2 separate regions of the Vulpes vulpes genome follow, and region 2 is linked to region 1. The links are chromatin contacts, called in public Hi-C maps. All regions are on one chromosome and are shown on one strand. Each heading gives the region's core, a stretch centred on a gene start, on an enhancer-like site or on the middle of the called end of the contact. The rest is flanking DNA. Distances are from core to core; before and after follow the strand shown.

Evidence for each region. A called contact is a pair of places that touch in the nucleus more often than the background predicts.
Region 2: a contact with region 1 is called in a Hi-C map of skeletal muscle, with 3 times the contacts expected there. The contact joins the promoter of NUBP1 here to the promoter of DEXI in region 1. A contact is called at or near these places in 2 of 3 Hi-C or Micro-C datasets (both in skeletal muscle).

The regions. Positions count from the first base shown.
Region 1 is chr3:106,675,141-106,679,920 of VulVul3, reverse strand. It overlaps DEXI (Dexi homolog), which reads right to left and starts at 2,959. Exons shown (of 2, transcript XM_026003110.2): 1 at 2,123-2,959. The coding sequence starts at 2,558. The coding sequence ends at 2,271.
Region 2 is chr3:106,835,516-106,840,295 of VulVul3, reverse strand. It overlaps NUBP1 (NUBP iron-sulfur cluster assembly factor 1, cytosolic), which reads left to right and starts at 2,024. Exons shown (of 11, transcript XM_026003106.2): 1 at 2,024-2,094; 2 at 2,174-2,278; 3 at 4,438-4,571. The coding sequence starts at 2,076.

The DNA of each region.
Region 1 (4,780 bases), core at 1,710-4,209:
ACCCAAGCCCCGGTCACCTCCAGCCTGAGCAACTCCATAGCCCCTAACAGGCTTCCCTGCTTCCACACCTGCCCTGACAGCCCATTCTGCCCACAATCACCAAAGTCATCTTTGCAAAATGTGAAATTGTGTCTTCTCCTGCTTAAAACCTTCTGATGGCTTCCCATTGCCTATGGCTGTGGCCACGGCCTCCCAGGTCATGTATGGTCTAACCTTGCCCTACCCCCCACGGACCTCTTCTGGGGCTGCTTTCCAGCCACACTGGCCTCCTTTTGGTTGCTGCAAAAACCAACTCTCCTTCCTACCCCACAGCCTTGGCACTAGCAATTCCCTCTGCCTTGACTGGTTTCCCCCAAATCTTTCAGCCTGGCTCCTTCTACCAATTTAGGGCTAAGGTCCAATGTGTCATCTCCTCAGAGAGACCTTCTCCGATCCCCCTTTCTAAAGCAGCCCACCTCTATTCTTTCGCTTTGCTCACTCAACAGACATTTATTGAGCACCTACTAGATGCCGGGCACTGTTCTAAGTGCTGAGAAAACAGCAAGAACTCAATGGGGATGCCCAGGGTCCTTGCCCTTCCCTTCTTTGTGGTTCTCAAAAAAATCTGATGATCTTGTTTGGAAATCTGCTTGTCTTTTCTCGCCAGGTGCCAGGAGGCCCACAGCTAAGTTTCTCTTGTTGACTGTGCTCAGTAAGCATTTGTTCAATCAAGGAATGTACTGATGGATGGATGGATGGATGGCAGGTAGGTAGGCAAGCCGACTCGGCAGGCATACAGGACAGCCGACACACTCTCCACCTGGCACCTGGCACCTGGCTCTTGCTAAGGTCTCACTGAGCTCAAATGAAGCTTTTATTAAAGAATTTTCACTGTCCACCTCCCAGGGGGATCCTGCAGTTCTCAGCACTGCAGGATCTGCAGTAGGTCCTGCCCTGTCCTGCTTCCCTCAGACCACGGTCATCTCGGCAAAGACAGGTCACAGAGCAAAGGAGTTAACTCAGCCTGCTGAGTAACATGGTGTGTAAGTGGCATTAGTGTCTGTTTTCTAAAAATGGACTGCCACCTCAGTGTCCTCCCTTCACTGCCACTCAGGCCCTATGCCTAGTGACCCTGCACACAGTTCAGTGGAAGGCATTAGCCAAAGAGTGCCTACATGTCCCATGAACCCTCACCAGACCCAACAGCCTGCCTACCTCTAACTCTCATCTTGTCCAGCTGCCTCTCTTCCTGGCTGTGACACTTTGGCCAAGTCTCTCTCCTTCCTGGACCTTCCCTTCCCTTCCATTGACACACAAGGTGGGGCGGGTCACACAGCTTCCTGGTCACGACCTAGAGGCGGGACTTGAACACCTCAGGGCAAAGATCCTGTGGTCCCCCCTACTCCCCGCTGGCCCAAGAGCTCCGTGAAGCCTTGCAAACACTGCAGGCAAAGCCAGCCCCAGCCTGCCTGGTCTGCAAAAGCAACCTGCAAAACTGGCAGCCCTTGCAGATGTAAGCTGCAGAACTGCCGAGCTCAGGCACCATGAAACCCGACTCCCAAATAGCAGCAAACCCAAGGCCAAAAGAAAGTATACAGACTTTTGCTGAATGTTTCTCCCCTCACAGCTTCAGCCAGGGCCCTTGCTCTTGAGTCACCACCCAGTCCCCAGGGCCACAGGGCAAAGGTGGTCACTGCCTGGCTTGCTACCTTTTCCAACACTCTAAATCTTTATCCTTCCGGGGCTATGGGAATCCCCCCCCAAAAAAGCCAAGGTCACCATCAAGCCAGACTGAGGCAGAAGGGAGGAGCTAACAGCTCTGCCTCAAAGGGATCTGGGTGAAAAGGCTTTTCCATAAGCTGTGGCAGTAGGTACGTGGCTAACCCAAACAACCTTCCTTCTGCTCTGCCTTCCTTCCCGTCTTCAGCAACTGTCACCTTCACCAGGGAAAGCTTTCCAGCCCCAACTAAGGGCCTAACGCGGGTCTGGCCATTCCTGGCATCCAAACAGACCTCCAGGAGGTGGATGGAGGAAATCAGAAGTGGACACAGAGGCTCCGGGAAGAGTCACCTCCGTTCTGGAGATGCCACCCTCTTCTTCACCAGCGCCCCTAACCCACCCTCATCTGTAGGAGGGCACTTACAGATATTGGAGGCCGGAGAGGGCCTCGTCCTGGGGGTCCCATCCCTGGCCGGACGATGCCCCCAACCAGCGGCGGCGGCATCATTTGGGCGGCTGGTCCAGGTCGAGGGGCGCGGGTCGTCGGGGGCGGGGGAGGACGGTAACCGAGCCTACTCCAGGTAACCATCGAAGACGTCGAGCTCCGAGTCGGCGTCGTAGAGGCCCGAGCCGGGGTCGGAGAGCACGCCGAGGTCCACGAGCGCCTGGTCCATGTCCTCGGGCAGGAAGACGAGGCCCACGTTGAGGACGATGTACTCCATGAGGAAGGCGTAGTACAGGATCAGCACATTGACGAAGAACAGGCCCACGTAGAACATAGAGGGCAGCAGCGGCGGCGGCACGGAGGGGACCAGGGGGCCCAGCGCGTCCAGGTGGGCCGCGACCCGGGCGCCGGGCATGCAGGGGGCGGCGAGGGCGGCGGCCCCGCGATCCCAGCGACCTCAGCCGCTGCGGCGCCCGGGCGGCCGGCAGAGGGGCAGCTCAGCCATCCAGGGGCGCCCCGGGAGGCTCGACCCAGGGGGCGCCGGGCCCCAGCGGACACTCCCCGGACCCCGAAACGTGCCCGGCGGGGCCCACGCACCCCCAGCTGCACCCGCTCGGCCCCGTCGATCCGCCCCGCGGCCAGGCGGGGACCCCCCGCGGCCCCCCCCCCCGACCCCCCACCCCCCGAGGTGGCCGGCGGCTCCCCCGGCTCGCGTTCTCCGGCCCTCGCAGCGCCGGCGGGGACCCCGCCGCGGCTCTCAGCGTCCAGGGCCGGTCCCCGCGGCGATGTCGCCAGCGGCGCCCCGCAGTCCCTCGAGCCCCCTCCGCGCCCCCGCAGGCCCAGCGCCCATGGCTGCAGCCGCCGCGTCGCCCTCCTGGCCGCCCTCCGAGCGCCGCCCCCGGAGCGGCCCCGCGCTCATTGGCCCGCCGCCCCCCGCCCGCGCTCATTGGCCCGCTCGACGCCCGCGCTCATTGGCCCGCGCCGCCAGGGGGCGGAGCCTCATCGCCCCGCCCCCTCGGGAGGCTCCGCCCAGGTCTCAAATCCGATTGGCTCTGCGAATCCCCCCCCCACCACGGAGCCGCGGGAGGGGAAAGACGCCCAACGCAGTTCAAATCTAGACGTATCCCCCAAAAGCCAACAGGAAACCCGAGCTTCCTCCGCAGTCCCCCACCCCACCCCACCCCATCCCCGGACTTGGATATGCCGTCACGCCTCTTCGGGACTCAGTTTACCTGACACAAAGGAGGCGGGGCGAAAGGGGAGGGGGCGGTGAAGTTACCCGTGAAAATCTCGGACTTTCCCAAAGTGGCGATTTTCCGTAATGGGGAAGATTGATCAGTGCTTCCATCATCTCTCCAAATTCTGGCTGCCCATTGCGGGAGGGTGGGGGAGGTGAGGGGTGGGTGGGGGATGGGGAGGAGGGTTCTGCATGATGGGGTTCAGGGACCCCTGCCTAAAGAGATTCCCAGGCAAGTCAGACCTGTAACAGTGGCTTCTTGTTTTTACTTTGTGAACCCTGTTTAAAAACAGGACGTGGTTAAACATTGAGGCAACGCAGAAAGTAACGTAAAAAAAATGAGTCTTGCACTCGCTGATTCCCCTTTTCATGAGCAACCCCTGCGTATCCTTCAGGGGACGGATCTTCCACAAAGCGCCTTCCAGAGCAGTTTAACAGACCTTTATTTATGTATGTATTTATGTATGTATGTATTTATTTATTTTTAAGGATTTTAAGTAATCGCTACACCCAAGGTGGGGCTAGATCTCACAACCTCAACATCAAGAGTGGCATGCTTTGCTGATGGAGCCAACCAGGCGCTGCAAAGGACCTTGAAATCTCAGGTCATGCTGAGCTGGATGCTTTACATACATTGCTTAATTGCAGCTAGGTGCGGCAGGGTACTGTGTTATTCCTTTTTACAGGTGAAGAAATCCAGGCCCAGAGAAAAGGAAGATCCCTGGAAAATGCTAGGTCCGCATGTGTTTGGAGAGCAGACCCGCCCGTTATTTCTCCATGACTGTCTCCTTGCCCCTTATTTTAAAGATGTGATTTGCTTATTTATTTGAGAGAGCGCACTTTTTTTTTTTTTATAAACGTTTGAATAATTTGTCAAAAAGTGAGAGGGAGAAACAGACTGCCCATTGAACAAAGAGCCTGATGCAGGGCTTGAACCAAGGACCCTGGGATCACAATCTGAGCCAAAGGCAATTAACCAGTTGAGCCACCTAAGCTCCCCTCATTGCCCCTTTAGATGAATTACAGAGCAGACCATTAATTCTCCAACTGCTGAGGATGAAACGGATCTTCATTCCATCACTCATCCACTCTACCAATATTTGTTGAGCACCTCTGATGTGCCAGAGGGACAGGTAGTTTGTGCCATAGGCAGTGGGGACAACATGGGCCCTTAGCCCAACTCTGAGCACGGTTAGTGGGGCACTGTGGGACTTAGATAACTAACTGTGTGGTGTAGACACAAATGAATGAATGAATGAATGGTGAACAGGGCAGTCTTGCCTCCTCCAGGGAGCTTCTCGCTCCTACTCCAGGACAGAAATTTAGACACATTTTCTCGGCTCAAGTGGGGACTTGTGGTTCTTCTTCTCCTTCCCCCCCCTTTTATGTGATAGTTTTGG
Region 2 (4,780 bases), core at 775-3,274, 160 kb before region 1:
GGACAGAGTTTTGAGGCGCACCCCTCTTCAGAAGTGGTTCTCAAACTTTAGTGGACAGAACTGCTATCTGGTGAGAGTGTAAAGATGCGCATTCCCCAGCCCAGCCCTTGAATTTCTGACTCAGGAGGTCAGGATGGGCCTGGGAATCTGCTCTGCAGCCTCGTGCTTGCCCTACTGCTCGCACGACCACAGGTGGAAAATTCTATCCCAGGTGAGACAGGAGTTTGGCCGGGGATGGTGGGAGAGAGATGGGAGCAAAGCTGAGGGGAGGCTTATTTGATTTTATTTCTTAGTGTAGAATGTGATCGTTTACAGCCTTGTGGGGAGGAGTGCGTAGTGAGGGAGAGACTGAAGAATGGAAGATCTTTCTTCCCTGCTACTGAGGAGACAGACTTGCTGAGTGGAAGGGTCCCCTGGGTAATCAGAGACTGCAGGGCTCTAATGTGGCACTGCTGCTGAAGACAGCTGGCGGGAACATGCCGGAAATGTCTGCGGGGACCTCAGGAGGACATGAAGCGGGCAGGCCTCGGGTCCCTACTGTGTGGCTGGGAGGGTGGGGAGGAAAGAGCCTATGGTCAGGAGAGTTGGGTGGAGCCTTCTGGCTGTGAGACCCTGAGCAAGCTGCTTAACCTCTCTGAGCCTCACTTTCTTCAGTGAAAGGAGGATAATGTGCATCCTGCTCCCAGTGTACGGCATAGTGGTCAGGAGCCCAGGCCCTACATCAGAGTTTCCTGGCACCCTAGCTATGCTGCTTTCCAGCTCTGAGACCTTGGGCAAGTCATTCTTGGTGACCCTGTCTTCCTACCTGCAAACTAAGGTCACAAAAGTCCCTGCAGGTGAATTCCTCTCTGACCTCTCTGACCCCTGGGCTTGTTCATGCTGGTTCATTCCGTCTGAAATACCATATGTCCTCCCCACCACCACCCCGTCCCTCCCTCGGCTTTAAGGAATCGCCCTGGTTGTCTCGTGTCGTAGCCTTTGTAAAGCTGTAGTTACCTGCTTCGTCATCTGCTGCCCCAACCAGGCTAGGTGCCAGGACGACAGGACTCGGGGCGGTTTGGTGGCGCCAGCACCTCGCACACGGCCACTTGGCACTGCGTATCACGGATGACAGCCCGGGTTCATCACTCTGGCTCCCTCGCTAGGAGCTGTGTGACCTGAGGAAGGAAGTTCAAACATTCTGTGTTCTCATCCGAAGGCACAATTCTGGAAACACTGCTAGAACGGATTCAGGCCAGAATGAGGCTGAGCGCAAGGCTGATGAACAGGATACTCCCATGATCTCAACGAATCGCTTCAGATTCTTTCCTCGTCACAAACGGAAAAGTGGACCATCCGATGCAGAGGTGGGACGGACGCCACCTTCACCAAGTGGTCGAGGATGGGACCCACTGGTGTCCTGTGCCTCTGGCCGTGGCACAACAGTTGTACACATCCGTCAAGTACCTTCTGCCAGAATCTCTTAACCTGAATCTAATCATGAGGCAGGGAATCAGACAAATTAAGATACTGGGGTGGGTTTTCTATAAGGCAATTGGCCTACACCATATCCAAATGTATCCATGTCCTAAAGGATGACCCTCCACCCACTCCCCAAAAAAGGGTAAGGGGTGGTGAGAAGAGGACTGTTCTGAATTAAAAGGCACTGAGAACAAAGGAAGGTGCGACTTTTGATTGGATCCAGGATGGGGGTGGGGGTGGGGGTGGGGGGAGCAGATCTTATTTGGGACAGCTGAGTAACCTTGAATATAAAGTTTATTTTAGCTAATAACTTTGCATCGGTATCAAATTTCTTGGGTATGAAAGGGCATGGACGTGTCGCGTAGGATAACGCCCGTGTTCCCGGGAGCTCCGTGCTGAATAATTGACGAATGCTCTCGGCAGCTCAGTTTAAACCGGGACAGAAATTAAAGACCAGTCCCCTTCCCCCTCCCAAGCACCTGACGAAGTCCGCGCGTGCGCACAGCCCCCTTTCCGAGACTTATTTGGCGCGCCTGGAGAGTCAGATTGGCGCCGGGAGGCGGAAATACGTAAGGGCGGGTTCCGGTGACCGCGCAGACGTCGAAGGCGGCCGAATGGAGGAGGTGCCTCAGGGTGAGCGCACGGAGGGGGGCGTGGGTGGTGGGGCTGAAGGGACAGGAGCCACTCTAACTGTGACCTTGTCACCACGCAGGCTGTCCCGGGACCGGCAGCGCCCAGGCGGGCCGAGGGGCCTCATGTCAGGGCTGCCCCAACCAGCGGCTCTGCGCTTCCGGAGCCGGCGCGGCTCCCGACCCAGGTGAGGAAGGGGCAAGGCCTGAACCGGAAGTGAAGGGCGCCAGCCAGGAAGAGGCGGGACCGGGAGGAGACCGGCAGTGGGAAAGCACAGAGGGAAGTAGCGGGATGGGGCGGAGCCTGAAGTATCAGTGACTGGCGTGGAGTCCAATGGGATCTCAGGAGGGGCGGGGCTAGGGGTTTGAGTGACAGGGGCCCCCGCGGCTGGAGAATAGGGTTTATAGACCTTGAACTAGGGGTTTGCTCGGGCTTATTATTTAGACAAAATTGTCTTCTTTTGGGAAAAGGAGCGATTTTCTCACTCACTTAGCATAAATACGTATTGATTTCTCCTGAGCATAGTGCTCTGCGCTGGGGTTACAGCTGTGAGTGAGACAGGGTTACTGCCCTAACGATATTAAGCTAATAGGGAGACGCTCCATAAATAACTGAGCGAGCGAGGAAATCATCGCAGTGATAAGTTCGGTGAAGGACAAGTCGCAGGATGGGGAAGGCTCTGGGAACTCGCCTAAAGGATCTTAAAAAGCAGGAGGCGGGATCCCTGGGTGGCGCAGCGGTTTGGCGCCTGCCTTTGGCCCAGGGCGCGATCCTGGAGACCCGGGATCGAATCCCACCTCGGGCTCCCGGTGCATGGAGCCTGCTTCTCCCTCTGCCTGTGTCTCTGGCTCTCTTGCTCTCTGTGTGTGACTATCATAAATAAATAAAAATTAAAAAAAAAAAAAGGAGGCTGGGAGGATGCTGAAGGAGTTGAGCGGGAGACTGGGGCTGGATTCCTGGGTCCTGCAAACGGGGTGACCTTGAGTGAGAGTCCTCAGGTCTCTGAGCCTCCGTTTCCTTATCTAAAGTGGAGGAGGGGCACCTGGCTGGGTTAGTCTGCAGAGCGTGCAACTCTTTTTTTTTTTTTTTTTTAAGATTTTATTTATTTATTCATGATGGGGGGCTGGCAGAGACACAGGCAGAGGGAGAAGCAGGCCCCATGCAGGGAGCCTGACGTGGGATTCGATCCCAGGGCTCCAGGATCACGCCCTGGGCCAAAGGCAGGCGCTAAACCGCTGAGCCACCCAGGGATCCCCAGCATGCAACTCTTGATGTCAGGGTCATGAGTTCAAGCCCCACGTAGGGCTTGGATCCAACTTAAAAAAGGAAAAAGACTTATTCATTTGAAAGAGAGAGAGAGCGCACATGCACACGCATGAGCAGGTGAAGAGGGGGAGGAGAGGCGAAGAATCCCAAGCAGACTCATCACTGAGCGTGGAGTGGAGCTGGACCTGGGACTCGATCCCAGGACCCTGAAATCATGACCTGAACAGAAACCAAGAGTCAGGCATTTAACTGACTGAGCCACCTGGGCATCCCCTGAGAACCTGCTTTTTAAATAAGAAGAAGCTAGTATAATTACCTCATGGTGTTATTTTAAGGAATTGAAGTGAAATGTTGAATGCACAGAAAATGTATGATCTGTGATAGTTACCTGTGACTGGTCCTCATAAGTGTTTGCTCTTTGTCAGGGACTCTCAACCTTGGCACTACTGACATTTGGATCTGGATAATTATTTGGGGTAGGAGGCTGTCCTGAGCATTGTTAGACCTTTTTTTAAAGATTTAGAGACAGAATGCAAGCAGGGGGAGAGACTCTCCAGCAGACTCCACTCTGAGCACAGAGCCTGAGACAGGGCTCGATCTCATGGCCCTGAGATCAGAGCTGAAACCAAGAGTCAGATGCTTAACCAACTGTGCCATCCAGGCACCCTGCGTTGTTAGCCAGTTAGCAGTGTCTGTGGCTCTACCCCCTGCATGCCAGTAGCACCCCTTCCTGGTGACAACCAGAAATGTCCCCAAGGCAGATTTTGCCCCTAAGTTGGGAACCATTACTACGTGTGGAGCTCTCCTGGAGCTGGGAGTGTAGCAATGAACAGTTCAGATAATTTCTATTCTCATGGAACTTGTATCCTAACAAGAGGAGACAGAGAAGTGAACTAATAAACAAGAAAATGTCAATGATGTCAATAGCCTTTGTAGTACTTACTACTGTCACTGATTATGTGGTATTTCACACACAGTCCTGTGAAATAGTCCCAGAGATTTAGCTCCTTCTAGTCCATTGGAAGAGTGACGTTTGAAATTTAGTCAGAGACTTCATCACCTGATTTGCTTTCTTTGTAGCCATAGAAGAAATCAAAGAAAAAATGAAGACCGTGAAACACAAGATCTTGGTGTTATCTGGGAAAGGTGGTGTTGGAAAAAGCACATTCAGTGCCCACCTTGCCCACGGCCTAGCAGAGGATGAAAACACGCAGGTGAGACCTTGGGAAAAACTGGAAGAGGCTCCTGTATGAGAGTTTGTGATGCTTCCTAGAGAACTGATCCCTTAGACCAAGTTGAATTGGTCTCGGGAATCTAGATCCTTGCAGAGAGAAGGAGGGAAATGCATGGGGAAATGCATCAGATTCTCTGGCTGTGAAAATGGATAGCAGGTGTAATGTTTCTTGGCATGCTGATTATTTTA